2 separate regions of the Danio rerio genome follow, and region 1 is linked to region 2. Evidence: chromatin contacts called from public Hi-C data. All regions are on one chromosome and are shown on one strand. The core of a region is the stretch at or near the end of the contact, and the rest is flanking DNA. Distances in the headings are between cores, read along the strand shown.

Region 1 (5,973 bases), core at 49-2,548, 470 kb after region 2:
TAATTAAAAGTACATAATAAAAAATGGGGGGTTGGGGGTTATATTTATTTATTTATTTCCATATTTATTTATTTTTTTTATTTATTTTTGCAGGAATTTGTGGATTTAATTATTAATTTATTTATTCATTTGCATGTTTTTGTCCTCTATAAAATATGACATAACATGTAAAATAACATTACAAATGACATTTACCATTAAAAAATAATAAACAACAGAATACAGTGAAATTGAATATATTGGTTATGAACTTTAAACTTTTGGGTAAATTCAAAATAGAAATGTATAGTTTCCTTTTTACCCAATATTCACTTTTTTGCATTCAAAATATTAATTTTAAGTAAAAAATCTGCCTTTTCATATTCTGATTTGTGATTGCGGTATTTTTGGTCTGGTTCATAGTCTGATCTGATTGATTTGTTATTGAGTCGATCCAAAATAAAATAAGTATGAAAAAAAAAATCTACATTTCACCCATTACTTTGGCATCAGCATTTCTAAACTATAATTCATGAAAGCTCTTAAATATTTTGTCTACTAAACATCAGCTAGAACTTGACATCTGAAATGTGAGCCGAACAGTCTTATAAGTTTATTTCAGTCATTTATTCTTGAATCTCCAAATCATTTTACAGCTCCTGGAAAAGAAAAGAAAAAATGTGAGAATCCTGCACAGATCAAGCACACAAGGGCACTGATAACAATTTCTTCCTCTAATTAGCTGCTTCTCCCAAACCTCCTCCGTTCTCCTCCCTCCATCGCACACGCAGCCATATGTGATTTATAGCGTCAAATATTTGTCAATGAAGGTCACAGCATAAAATTAGTGTCTGTCCTAGAAAATCTCCTGAATCCACCGGTGTCACCGCAACTCTCGTTCGGAGCGTTCGCAGCCCTGCTCTGAGTTTGTGCGTTTGTGTTTTCTCTGTGTGTGTGTGTGTTTTTTTTCCCTGTGTGACGAGACAGAGATGGATATGGGAGGTTAGCCTTTGTTAGCTTGCGTCCTGGTCTGGGTGTGTGTGTGTGGGTTTGTGTATGTGTGTGAGTGTGTGTGTGGCGCTCTGTCAGGTCTGTGCCCATCCATCTCCTCTCAGGACAAGCAGTGTCAGCGGCTGACAAACAAACAGCCCAGCTAATCACAGGCCAACACACATACACGCACACACACACACACACACACACACACACACACACACACACACACACACACACAGACACACACACACACACACACAGTTTCTCCGGCCTGGCCCAGTTTGTCCCACTCTGACCCTGCAGGCCATCTCTATGGAAATGGAACTGCTCATCCTGAAAAGGCCACACATAAACTAGCCTTTAACAAAAGAGCAGACACACAGTGTGCACAACAACAGCCTGACGAAGTGTGAGAGAATGATGTCTATCTGCTGAGTTTGTGTGTGTTTTAGATGGCAGTGTTAATCATACTTTTAGGGTAAATGTAACTAATTTTTATTAAATATTTGTTAATATTTACTTCCCCATTTGTTTAATAGCATTAAGAATTAAAAAAGTATGCATTACAAGTTTATAAAAATGTTGTTTTAATATGCAAATTATGGATTGGAATTAAATATGTACTTATTTAAAATCTGAATATTAGATCAGTCTGGTTCTTTATTATTTTTTTATGCATTAGAGTCAAAGGATTTTACAGAGTGTATAGTGGGATATTTTATCACTCCATAATTCAGAAAGAACTATGAACAGCTGGAAACAAAATTTAGAATAATAAATAAAATATACTTTTAGTCACTTTATGTATGGACAAATCTGTGTGTAAAATGCTTTAGAATACAGATATGAGCAAAACAAATTCACCTGCGCTGTTCATCTGAATTTAGTTAGTTAAGTTTTAGTTTATTTTAGTTTAAAACAAAAAATAGGCCTCATTTAGTTGACAACAGTTAAACTGTGCGTGAGCCTGATCATCTTTCTTGCCACCACTTGCTCTCTCTACAGAATCACTATGAATTTGCCTTTAACAATCTATTCTTGTCCTGTCTTTCTTTCTGTCAGCTCTCTCTCTCTCTCTCTCTCTCTCTCTCTCTCTCTCTCTCTCTCTCTCTCTCTCACTCTCTCTCTCCCTCTCTCTCTCTCTCTCTCTCTCACTATAATGAACTACATTTCATTAAGATGTCTAAATTAAGATATCCGAATGTATCATTTCCTTGAATAGATTTGTTATATTTTACTTGTACCCTTTTATTAATATAAATACAAAATATATATTGTGTTTTCTTAAATTTGTATCATCGTCATATGATTTGCATTGGGTAAAATAAACTAAATTAAAAATAAATATTTTATGAATTAAATATTACATATTTTTACTTTGTTTTAATTTAATATTTACTAAATAAAGAGTTCAAAGAATCAAATGGGTATTACCAAAAAAAATAATATGCTAAAACACTTATCATAACATATATACACACATTCAGTGGGTTAAAGATGTAGAGCACCAGAGTGTGTGTGCGCGTGTGGGGTTGTATATGTGTGAATGTGGTATCAGTGATCGTTCTGCACTGTTATATGGAAGTAAGGAGACCCCTAGTGGTGAAACAATCTAACCTGCTGCAACACTGCTGCCATTTTTTAACAACTTTAAAGACATTTAATAATGAAAATAAAAATAAAAAACAATTAAACTTAGAGTAATTTTCCTCAGTTTTTTAAAGGAAACTGTATTCACTTATCTTGACCCTTCACAGTGTTAAAAAAGAGATGCTTCATCCAAAATGTTATCACCATTTACTCAAACTCAAGTTGTAGCAAAACTTTGTGAGTTTTTTATCTTGTATAGAATAAAATGTAATCATTCAACCAATAATTAAACTTGTTAAAATAAGTGGTTTCTATTGTAAAAAAAAAAATTAAAATGTAATTAGTGCTTTTCTGAAGGAACTATCAAAAGAATTTTCGTCTTCTATCAATATTAGTTTCAGTGTATATTTTAGAATTTATTTTAATGTGTTAAATTGGTGTTTAGTCAACTTTTTAATGATCATTAATGTTAAAACTGGTTGTGCTGTCTTTGTTTTGATATTTCTCTAAAGATTGTTGCAGGTTATTATGTTTTAATTAAAGAGATATAATTAATTCCGACAATTGTAGCAATTTTGTCTTCTGATCTTCTTTCTGCTGAGCAATTAAAGTATATTTAAGTTGATTATTTTTGTAATAATAGAAATGTTCATATTCGGTACACTTAAATTGTTATTTGTTTTTAATATAGCAAACCTTTTTAAGTTACTTTATTTATCTTTATTTAATTTTTTCCCATTCTATTACATTCTAAAGAATATTGAAAACCATTGACTTCCAGCGGTTGATAATAAAATCAGTAGTTACTAGTTTCCATCATTCTTCAGAATATAATAGAATGGGAAAAAATTAAGGCAGATTTTAAAAAAGGACTGATGAGTAAATGTTCATTTTGGTTGACCTCTCCTCTTAACTTTTCTTAATGGTGTAATGTTGTGTTGTGCAGGCTGCGCTGGCGGAGAGCAGTCTTGGTCTTCTGAACAGCCCCACGCTGATGAACAACAGCACAGGTGCGAGTCTCAACATGCTGCACATTGGCCATGATGATGTCAGCAGCACCGTTGAACAAGTCAACAGTAACGGCAGCTGCAGCCCCGGCCTTTCTCCACATCAGTACGGGTGAGACTACTCAACTGATCTCTTGTACAGTTATGATAAAGCACGTGTGACACTGATGCTTTACCACAATCTCTGATTCTGATGAAAGTAACACTTCATTCAGAAGTTTGCTGTTTGGCTCATGAAACATTTTTATTATAATCAAAGTTGAAAACAGTTGTGCTCTCCTAATATACTATACACACACACACACACACACACACACACACACACACACACACAGACACATACAGTTGAAGTCAGAATTATAAGCCCCTCTTAGAATTTTTTTTTCTTTTTAAAATATTTTGCAAATGATGTTTACCAGAGCAAGGAAATTTTCACATTATGTCTGATAATTTTTTTTATCCTGGAGAAAGTCTTATTTGTTTTATTTCAACTAGAATAAAATCAGTTTTATTTTTATTATGGACCACTTTAAGGTCAAAATTATTAGCAATTTTTTTTTCCAACTGTCTACAGAACAAAGCATCATTATACAATAACTTGTCTAATTACCCTAACCTGCCTAGTTAACCTAATTCACCCAATTAAGCCTTTAAATCTCACTTTAAGCTGTATAGAAGTGTCTTGAAAAATATCTAGTCAAATATTATTTACTGTCATCATGGCAAAGATAAAATAAATCAGTTATTAGAAATGAGTTATTAAAACTATTATTTTTAGAAATGTGTTGGAAAAATCTGCTCTCTGTTAAACAGAAACTGGGGAAAAAATAAACAGGGGGGCGAATAATTCAGGGGGGCTAAAAATTCTGACTTCAACTGTATGTATTACTTTATATAGTTGATGGTAAAATTATTAACCCTGTTTGAGCTGGAAATCACTCTTTTCTATCATTGATATCTCTGTCATTGTTAAATAAAATGTTTAAAGAGCACTATTGGGTAAGTTACTTATAGGTTACTAATATATAGGTTACTGATTTTCTACTGGAAAACTGTAATCTGATTACATTAGTAATTACTTCATGTAAAAAGTAATCCGATTACTAATTACTTTACTTTGAAGTTACTTTTAAAACACATAAAATATACCTATAATAACACAAAATAACCTGCAGCTCTTGGTTCATTTAATAGTCATTTAAGGATAGTCACTAGGAAACATTACAATGGGTTGATCCCAGCAGCTTTACATATTCAAAAGACTTAAAGAACCCAAAACTTAAAATTCTCTCATCATTTACTTGTTGCAAACCTGTGGTCTCACCTGCTTTTTGAACACAAAATAAGACTTGAAGAAAACTGTACACCTGTAAACATTAACATCCATTATATGAAAAAGCACTGCAGTGTTTGTGTGTTCTGTGTTTGTCTGAGGTAATTAGTCTACCCAAATGTGTATATTCCATACAAAGTATGAAGCTGACCAGTCAGTTCTTGTCCTGGGCTTGCGGTTTTCAACTGGGTGTGCAAGTTAAATGTGAGCGCGTTCAATATGCACTCCCAATATGAACATAGGACGCGTACCTTGATTGTAATTAACGAATTTGTGGGCTCAAAAGACACGATATGTGAATGGCCCCATAAGCAGCTACACTTCTCTCCCGATCCTGCACAAAAAGTTGGATTGTCATGTTTTTGGGTGCCGGTGTCCTCCTTGTGACAAATATTGCCCAAAAATGCCTTCTGTTCCAGTGCTTGAACAAGTTGCTGGTTGAGTTAAAAGCAGTCAAAAGTTCCTTGGAGACTGGACATAGACTGCATTTCACCGCAATATTTTTGGTTTTATGCTAAATAAAATCAAAGTAATATCTGTATTTCCACTTGAAGAAGCAAACTCTAGGCAGCAACTATACGCATTTCAGCTTGTGTTCTCCAGCACATGTATAAAAGCACATGATTATTAATTGACGTTGCAGCAGAAAACGTGATTTAAAATATTTTTTTCTTCTAAAAACTGCTTTGCTAATGTAAATAATGCAAATACATTGACTTAAGGAACTGTAATCAAATTACACTAATTCAAAATGTAATGTTACACTACTTACACGTGCGTTCCCCAAAAATGTAATTAGAAAACAGTATACAGAATAAAGAGTGTTGCCTATTTAAAGCTTTACCTCACATTTGATTAATCAGGCGTTTATATTCTCAGTATGACTAACTCACTGTGGGTTTGTTCTTTTTTTTTTTAGACATCAGATCCACGTGAAGGAGGAGCCGGCAGAGATGGAGGAGGACAGCAGACCCGTGTCCCTCTTGGCATCAGTCACTCAAAACCTGAGCATGCCCAGTGACGATCGCGACATGGAGGACGAGCTTCCCACTGAAGAGCTGGAGTAAG
Region 2 (6,842 bases), core at 517-3,016:
GTGTTCAATGAATTGCATTATTCTTCCTCAAGTCAATTGCCATGTAAATACTTAGAAAGACATAATTTAGCGTATGAAGCGTGATGGACGTTTCTGATTTATTAATAAAAAATAAACGACATGCCACAACAGAAATTTGAACAGCAGACATTGACGTTCTTTATGAAGTAGATCCTAAATGTCACTGTATTCCTGATGGTCTTCTGTTTTAACATTTTTTTGCTGCTCCCTAAGAATAATGTAGTGCTAATCTCACCAGATGCTCTCCTTTATCTAAACAAACCTTTAATACTGCAGCAGCGTTTCGTAATTAAAGGGGTAATAGGCAGTAGGGGGGGCTTGGTTTTTTGTGGAGGGGGTTGGGTCTGTCGGTCATGTCTGTGCATTTGAATACATGTATCATGAATATGCATCTCTTAACCTAGAGCATTAGAGCTGCGTTTGGTCAGTGGATCCGTCTGATTAATGCAGGTTTTGCCTATGTGGTGATTTCAACTGCTGAGCGTTTCTTGATTACCACAGATATTATTTTTTATACTCTAAATATATGAATAGCACCCTAAATTAAATTATGAAAAACCTTCAACATCCATGACATATTTCACAAAAATAGTTTTTTTAATGTATAAATAGTGGGAAAAGTTGTTGAAAAGATCTTTTGACATAAAGGTTAACTTTGTGCAATTAACTGTATGCTTTTGATTTATCCTGGCATCTTTATTTTTAAGATTTGTAATAAATATATAATATTATTCGTTTTTTATTAGTGCAGTTAATTATACAGTTTGTGTTTATTCATTTATAAAGACAGTTTTAGTTCATTTGCTCAGCAGTGAAATGAACGGAGTGCGATTCTACTCGTAGCACAATTAAGTCTAATTTGAACACGATATAGTTAACCTTCAGAAAATTTCCACAGGGCTTTCATTAGTTGAAAAAGTATTAAATTCATTTTCGTCAAATTATTACTCTCTTCATAAGAGGGTGAAATAATCCTCGCTAATCACAATGTAATAAAACGTGTCATATTTTGTTGTACATTTGCTATTTCCATTTCTGATTCCCAACAGTCTACGTCAGGCCAAAATGTGCTAAAATGTGAAGCGTTCACATCTGTTTTCAAGCCTTTAGAGTTAAAGGGCATATTTGCTAAAATAGAAGAGAGCGAGAGAGAGAAAAGTAAAGTCAGTGAATAGCTTTCTCTACAGTTTAATATATATGTGACAAGTAATATTCTAAAACCTTCATTTAAAATCAGACGTAAACTTCACAAGGACAACGGAGGTGACATTTTTTGGGGCCAATTTGCAAATGTGTTTAATACCAAGACCTTCAAATTTAGATGACTTCAAACAGCATAAAACCAGAGTACAATGTATATTTGATTAAATTCCCAGCTTCAATTACAATGGCACACTTTCTTATTTTTCATTGCAATGCCAACATTGTTGTATTCGAATCAGTCAAATTTAATTGTAGCAAACGTCGTTGTTTAGAGTGGTTATGAAAAATGCCAGGGCGGTGGAGAAAATAGCCAGATTTTTCATCCCTGACAAATGCACTCTCGACAGTGATTGGCCATTTATATGTTCCTCCTCTGTGTTGCATTGTTTTGAAGTTTGTGTGTTCCCCTTTAAGAAGGGGGCTCTTTGCAGCTGAAGAATTTGCTCTCCTGTCGCTGTGAATGGGGCCCGGGCAGGAGCTTAGCGAGGGGCCCAATGTTTTGTTCTGTTACACTTCAATAGGGCGTCAAGCAGGGTTTGGGCCTGACAGCCTGTGGATTAAAGGCTCTTACCAGAATCTGTTCGCCCCACCCCCTGACCCGCGCACTCCAACAATAGCCTGAAAGAAACACATTCTTAACTCTTCAAGTACTAAGTTGTAATTTGCAGGTGGCTATAGCCTAGCAAGTCCCTATAGCCTATGACGATAAAGGTTATGGAGAAAAAAGAAAAAAAGGAGGGGGGAGAAGGTGTTAGTTGTCATCTATCTCCTATTTTTGGTTTACTCAAGTTAATGTGTACATTTAAGATATAAATGTGTTCATTTTGCTGTAATTTTTGGAAAGCTAATTTGACGGCGGCTTTGAATTCAGAAAGGTACATAGTGTTCTAATCCCTGCTATCTTTCCAAATTGCTAAAGATACACCGGATATCAACAGTTTGGGGTTTCGTGAAGCAGGCGTTGTTAACAATAGCCAGATGCCTCTTCCGAGCAAAACAGTGATGCTCCCAAGGGCTGTAGCGATGACAAACAGTTGTTGTTGCCTTTTGTTTTGACAGCACTTCCGAACCCTGGAGCCAGGAAGAAACAGACTGTTGTTGTTAAATATGTGACACGGAGAGATCTGGTTGACGGTAAAAACTAAGCCAAAAACACTTTCCTTATTTGTGTTTTATTTCGTGAGGAAGAAGTTGATTTAGATGTGTGTAATTTAGGTTGACCGCTAGGGGGAGCTATTTGAAAGTTGCTCAGGAGTGAAGCAGACGCACAGGTGAGGAAACGTAGATGGGGTTTAGTGTTTGTGTAAGAACTATTCTGAGTTCGTTTTTAAGAGGAGTTTTTATCTAAATGTTTACATGTCGGTTCTATGTTTAGTGTGGATGTTGAGGGATAAAAGCAGTCTTCAGTCATTCCTCAAATCAGCTGAAGTGTGAGTTGTGATGAAAATAACTGAAACGACCCAAACAACAGCACTTGGGAAAGTACATTACTCATTGAACGGTTTGGAAAAACTAACCCTGGTTTCTAAACCCTAAACTATAGGCTCTTTTGAATAATAAAAAAAAATTGATGGGTACAAAACTGTAAATAACTTTTTGAGATGTGGGGTCACCAGCGTTGTAATATCATAAATTGGCATTATCATATTATTAAATGTATTTTTAGACACTATTTTAAAACATAGCACTTGATTGATTTAGGTCAGTAGTTTACAGGCCTGTAGCCAGTCTGGTAAAAGGGGTGGTTCTTTTTTCTCAAAAAGTGGATATTTTGCAATTATACGCCTCATTTTCTAATTAATTATAACATTTAAAAACTGCATTTTAGTGACATTTTAAGCACTATTCTAAATGAGCTTTTTGAATGGTAATAGGATCATAACCAGACTGTTTCACTATTTTAGCCAAGTATGGGCTGTTTTTGGTGCTTCATAACTTTTAATTAGTCATTTTTTGTTTTAAAAAAAGTCAAAGATGTAGATTAAACTTGTAAAATGTTTTCTCCATTTAAAAACAATACAGTAGTGAAAAATGGATGTTGGACTCATGAAAAATATTTGTTAGCATTGTGTTTAGCGGAAGTTACACTGAAGCGACAGCCAACAGAGGATTCCTCTTGGTCTTAAAGCCTTTTTTGATGGGTATTTTCACCATGATGGCATAGCAGTCAAAATAGGACAAATAAAATTCTGGACCTTTGTCAGTGAGGGGTGGGTCTTCTAAACCCCCCAACCCCCCTGGCTATGGGCCTGGTATAATTGGTTGTTAGTATTGTAAAATCCTGTAAGTACAGATGAAGGAAAAAATGTAAGCCCTCCTGTGGAAGTTATTTTCCCTAGTGATGTTTAAGAGAAGATTTATTTCCTTATGCATTTTAAAATGTAACAATTTGAATAATTAATTTCAAATAATTTTGTCTTTGCCACAGTACATAATATTTGTCTAGTTATGTTGAAACTTACTGGTATTTAGCTTAGAGTGCAATTTAAAAGTTTTACTAAGTTAATTAATTAAATAAACTATAGGCAGAAAAATAAAATAATTACTTTTCGAAAAATAATTAAAAAAAAAATTTCTTAAGGGAGCTTTTAATATTGACCACAAAAATTCTATAAAAACAGATAAAAAAGACAAGAAATAATAAAAAAGGGTGCACTGTCACTGCACAACAAGAAGGTCGAGAAAGAAAGGTTGAGAAAAAAATGGTTGAGTCCCAGCTGGGTCAGCTAGCATTTCGGTTTGCATGTTCTACCCGTGTTGGTGGGTTTCCTCCGGGTGTTCCGGTTTCCCCAGTTCAAAGACATGCGCTATAGGTGAATTAAATAAATTAAAGTAGGCGTAGTTTATATGTGTGAATGAGTGTGTATGCGTTTTTCCCAGTACAGGATTGCAGCTGGAAGGGCATTATCTATGTAAACATTTCCTGGATAAGTTGGCGGTTCAATCCACTGTGGCGACCTCTGATGAATAAATATACTTAGCCAAAGGAAAATAATGAATCAATGAATGAATTATAAGAAGAAAAAAAAATATTGTAAATAATTTAAAAATTCCCTTGCTCAGTTAAACAACACCTAAAGATAATGAGATATTTGAAAAAGAATATGGGCTAATAATTTTTCCTTCAGTTGTATAATGTATGGATTGAAATGTGTCCAACAGCATGAAAAATGAATTTTAAATGTATCATAGGCCTTATTTTAGCATGTTACTCTCCATCAAAATAATCAAGGAAGTTGTCATTTTAATTAAACACCAACCAACCTAAACAATAGATATTTTCGGCCATGTCAATCAGAGTATTTTTTCCATCATGCAGAAATAAGTCTCTTCAGAGCAGTCCTGTCCAGAAGCTTTCTCTCTGTCGAGGTCCAGCAGAGAGGAGTCAGCCAGGTCAAGCCTCGCTCATCCTTATAGTCCCAGCCGGGTGTGTAAGACCAAACTACATCTGGCCAATGATTCAGAGTGTCAGAGAGCACGGCGCATACTCACACACACACACACACACACACACACACACACACACACACACACACACACACACACACACACACACACACACACACACACACACACACACACACACACACACACACACACATATGCTGAGAGCCAGTGCACCATATTGCTGCGCTTTACTTGTTGATCAGTTTGATCAAAATGAACGCTCTGTTCATTCAATGCCATATCTTCTTTCCACCATTTACCATCGTGCTTTGCGTTTATTATGGCCATGACTTTCGTTAAACTTTAAACAATTAATGAAGTGTTTTAAAAAAAAGGGGTATAGTAAGTTGCCATTATTCTTCTCACATTTCATTTATTGAGTATTAATATACTCAATAATATACTCAAATATATACTCAAATATACTATACTCAAGGCAATTAGTATTAGTCAATTACATATGATATATGTTCAAACTACTTTTTTAAAATGAGCTGAAACAACACACTTCTTGAGATTTTTTTTGGGACAACTTAATTGTTTAATGTTCAGTCCACCAAATTTGTTACATTTACTTAATTTGTTTTGGGACAACATTAATGAATTGGTAAAGAACCCTACATTTCCTAACACTGTACAGCAGAAATCACTATAATAATAATATTCTGATTTGCCGTTCTGATTATAAAATTATTGGCAGTCACTCATTAATAATTTGTTTAGTTTTTTGTATAATTAACTGTTTATAATTTTTTTCTGGTTCATAATTTTGTGAAAACTGATCAATTTAATCATTTATTTATTTAATGATGCTTTGATTAAAAGAAAGTTCAAAATAACAACATTTATTTATATCATTTTTTATGTGTTTTTTTTTTTACACTGGAATGAGTCTTAGAAGTAAATGCTTATTGTGTTTTATTTTTGAATGATAGAGTATCACAAAAAAAAAAGAAGCAGCAGGCCAACAATGAAAGTATAAAAAGTTTTTAAGTAATAGATCTTCATTTTAGAATGATTGACGTTGAAGACTGGAGTAATGATGTTGAAAATTCAGCTTTAAATCATGGGAATAAATTACATTTTGAGCTACATTTAAAAAGAAAACCGCTGTTATAACTATAATAATATATAAAAAAAGTTTTTGGGTTTTAGATCAAATTAATGCAACTTTCTTTATTAGCATGACTCTTGTAAAACACATTCATGTTGATCTCAAATATAAAACATATTGCTGATCATTAATTTTATTTAAGATTTTTTCTTTTTTCTTAAATACATTACAAATAAACCTATTGTATAAACATTGTAACCCCAACAATAAAGCAGAAAATACCCAAATAAATAAAACAACCAGGTACACTGTAAAAAACATTCGTAAATTAGGTTTTCTAATATTTTTGATTCATGTTTTCATTATTTGTGCTTTTGAATTGCATTATGAGACCTTGGTCTTTTATCTTACAACTTTTAACAATAACATTTTTTTTTGAAAAAGTGACTTTCATGAACATTTTTATTATTTTAAAGTGATATATTGTCAGGATTGGGGTTTTATTATGCTGCAAAAACCTTGTTATAAAATGCTGGTAAATTCTTTTATTTTACAGACTTATTTCTCAATATTATTAAACAGATTTATTTACATATTATTTCCTATACATTATATTATTTTAAACAACCAAAATGTCAATAAAAGTCACTTTGTTAAACTGTGAGTTGAATTTTCAACATTTAAAGTAGACAGATCAGAGATCTAGCTCCCATAATGAAATTAACAACCGTAAATAGATGGAAAGCACAAAATATGGAAACTGTTAATTAGCAGAAATTGTTTACAGTGTAGACAATCATAGAGTGTTCAGTTGTTACATTGAAAACATTGACAAAACACTAAGAAATTTCAAGGAAATCCATAAAAGGTTGTCATAAGTTTAAAATTGTTGTTGAGATTTCAGTTCAGGGAACATTTCTTCTCAAGCTGAATTACTTAAAACAATTCACCCATCCTTGCTTTGAAACATGGTAATTCCAAATGTTTCTCCAATATATGTATTATTAAAAAAAAAAAAAAAACATGACTTTACCATTTAAAACAATTTGTTTCAATTCTTCCATTAGTAGTTCTGGAAGTACAACCCCATCATTTGAAACTCAGTAAATCATATGCG

What was found. A called contact is a pair of places that touch in the nucleus more often than the background predicts.
Region 1: a contact with region 2 is called in a Hi-C map of embryo, with 4 times the contacts expected there. The contact joins two enhancer-like sites. A contact is called at or near these places in 6 of 18 Hi-C or Micro-C datasets (caudal fin, embryo and hematopoietic stem cells) and 1 of 4 datasets of contacts at active chromatin or transcription factors (caudal fin).

The regions. Positions count from the first base shown.
Region 1 is chr11:24,190,218-24,196,190 of GRCz12tu, forward strand. foxp4 (forkhead box P4) reads left to right here. Exons shown (of 18, transcript NM_001199491.1): 17 at 3,512-3,684; 18 at 5,825-5,973. The coding sequence ends at 5,972. Among named protein-coding and RNA genes, the nearest start is that of mdfi, 23 kb to the right of the region's middle. Within about 2 kb of position 1,299, at least 17 of the 62 cell types and tissues checked have an H3K27ac peak or open chromatin away from gene starts, as enhancers often do.
Region 2 is chr11:23,715,650-23,722,491 of GRCz12tu, forward strand. It overlaps a transcript of foxp4 not described here. Among named protein-coding and RNA genes, the nearest start is that of zgc:101564, 35 kb to the left of the region's middle. Within about 2 kb of position 1,767, at least 28 of the 62 cell types and tissues checked have an H3K27ac peak or open chromatin away from gene starts, as enhancers often do.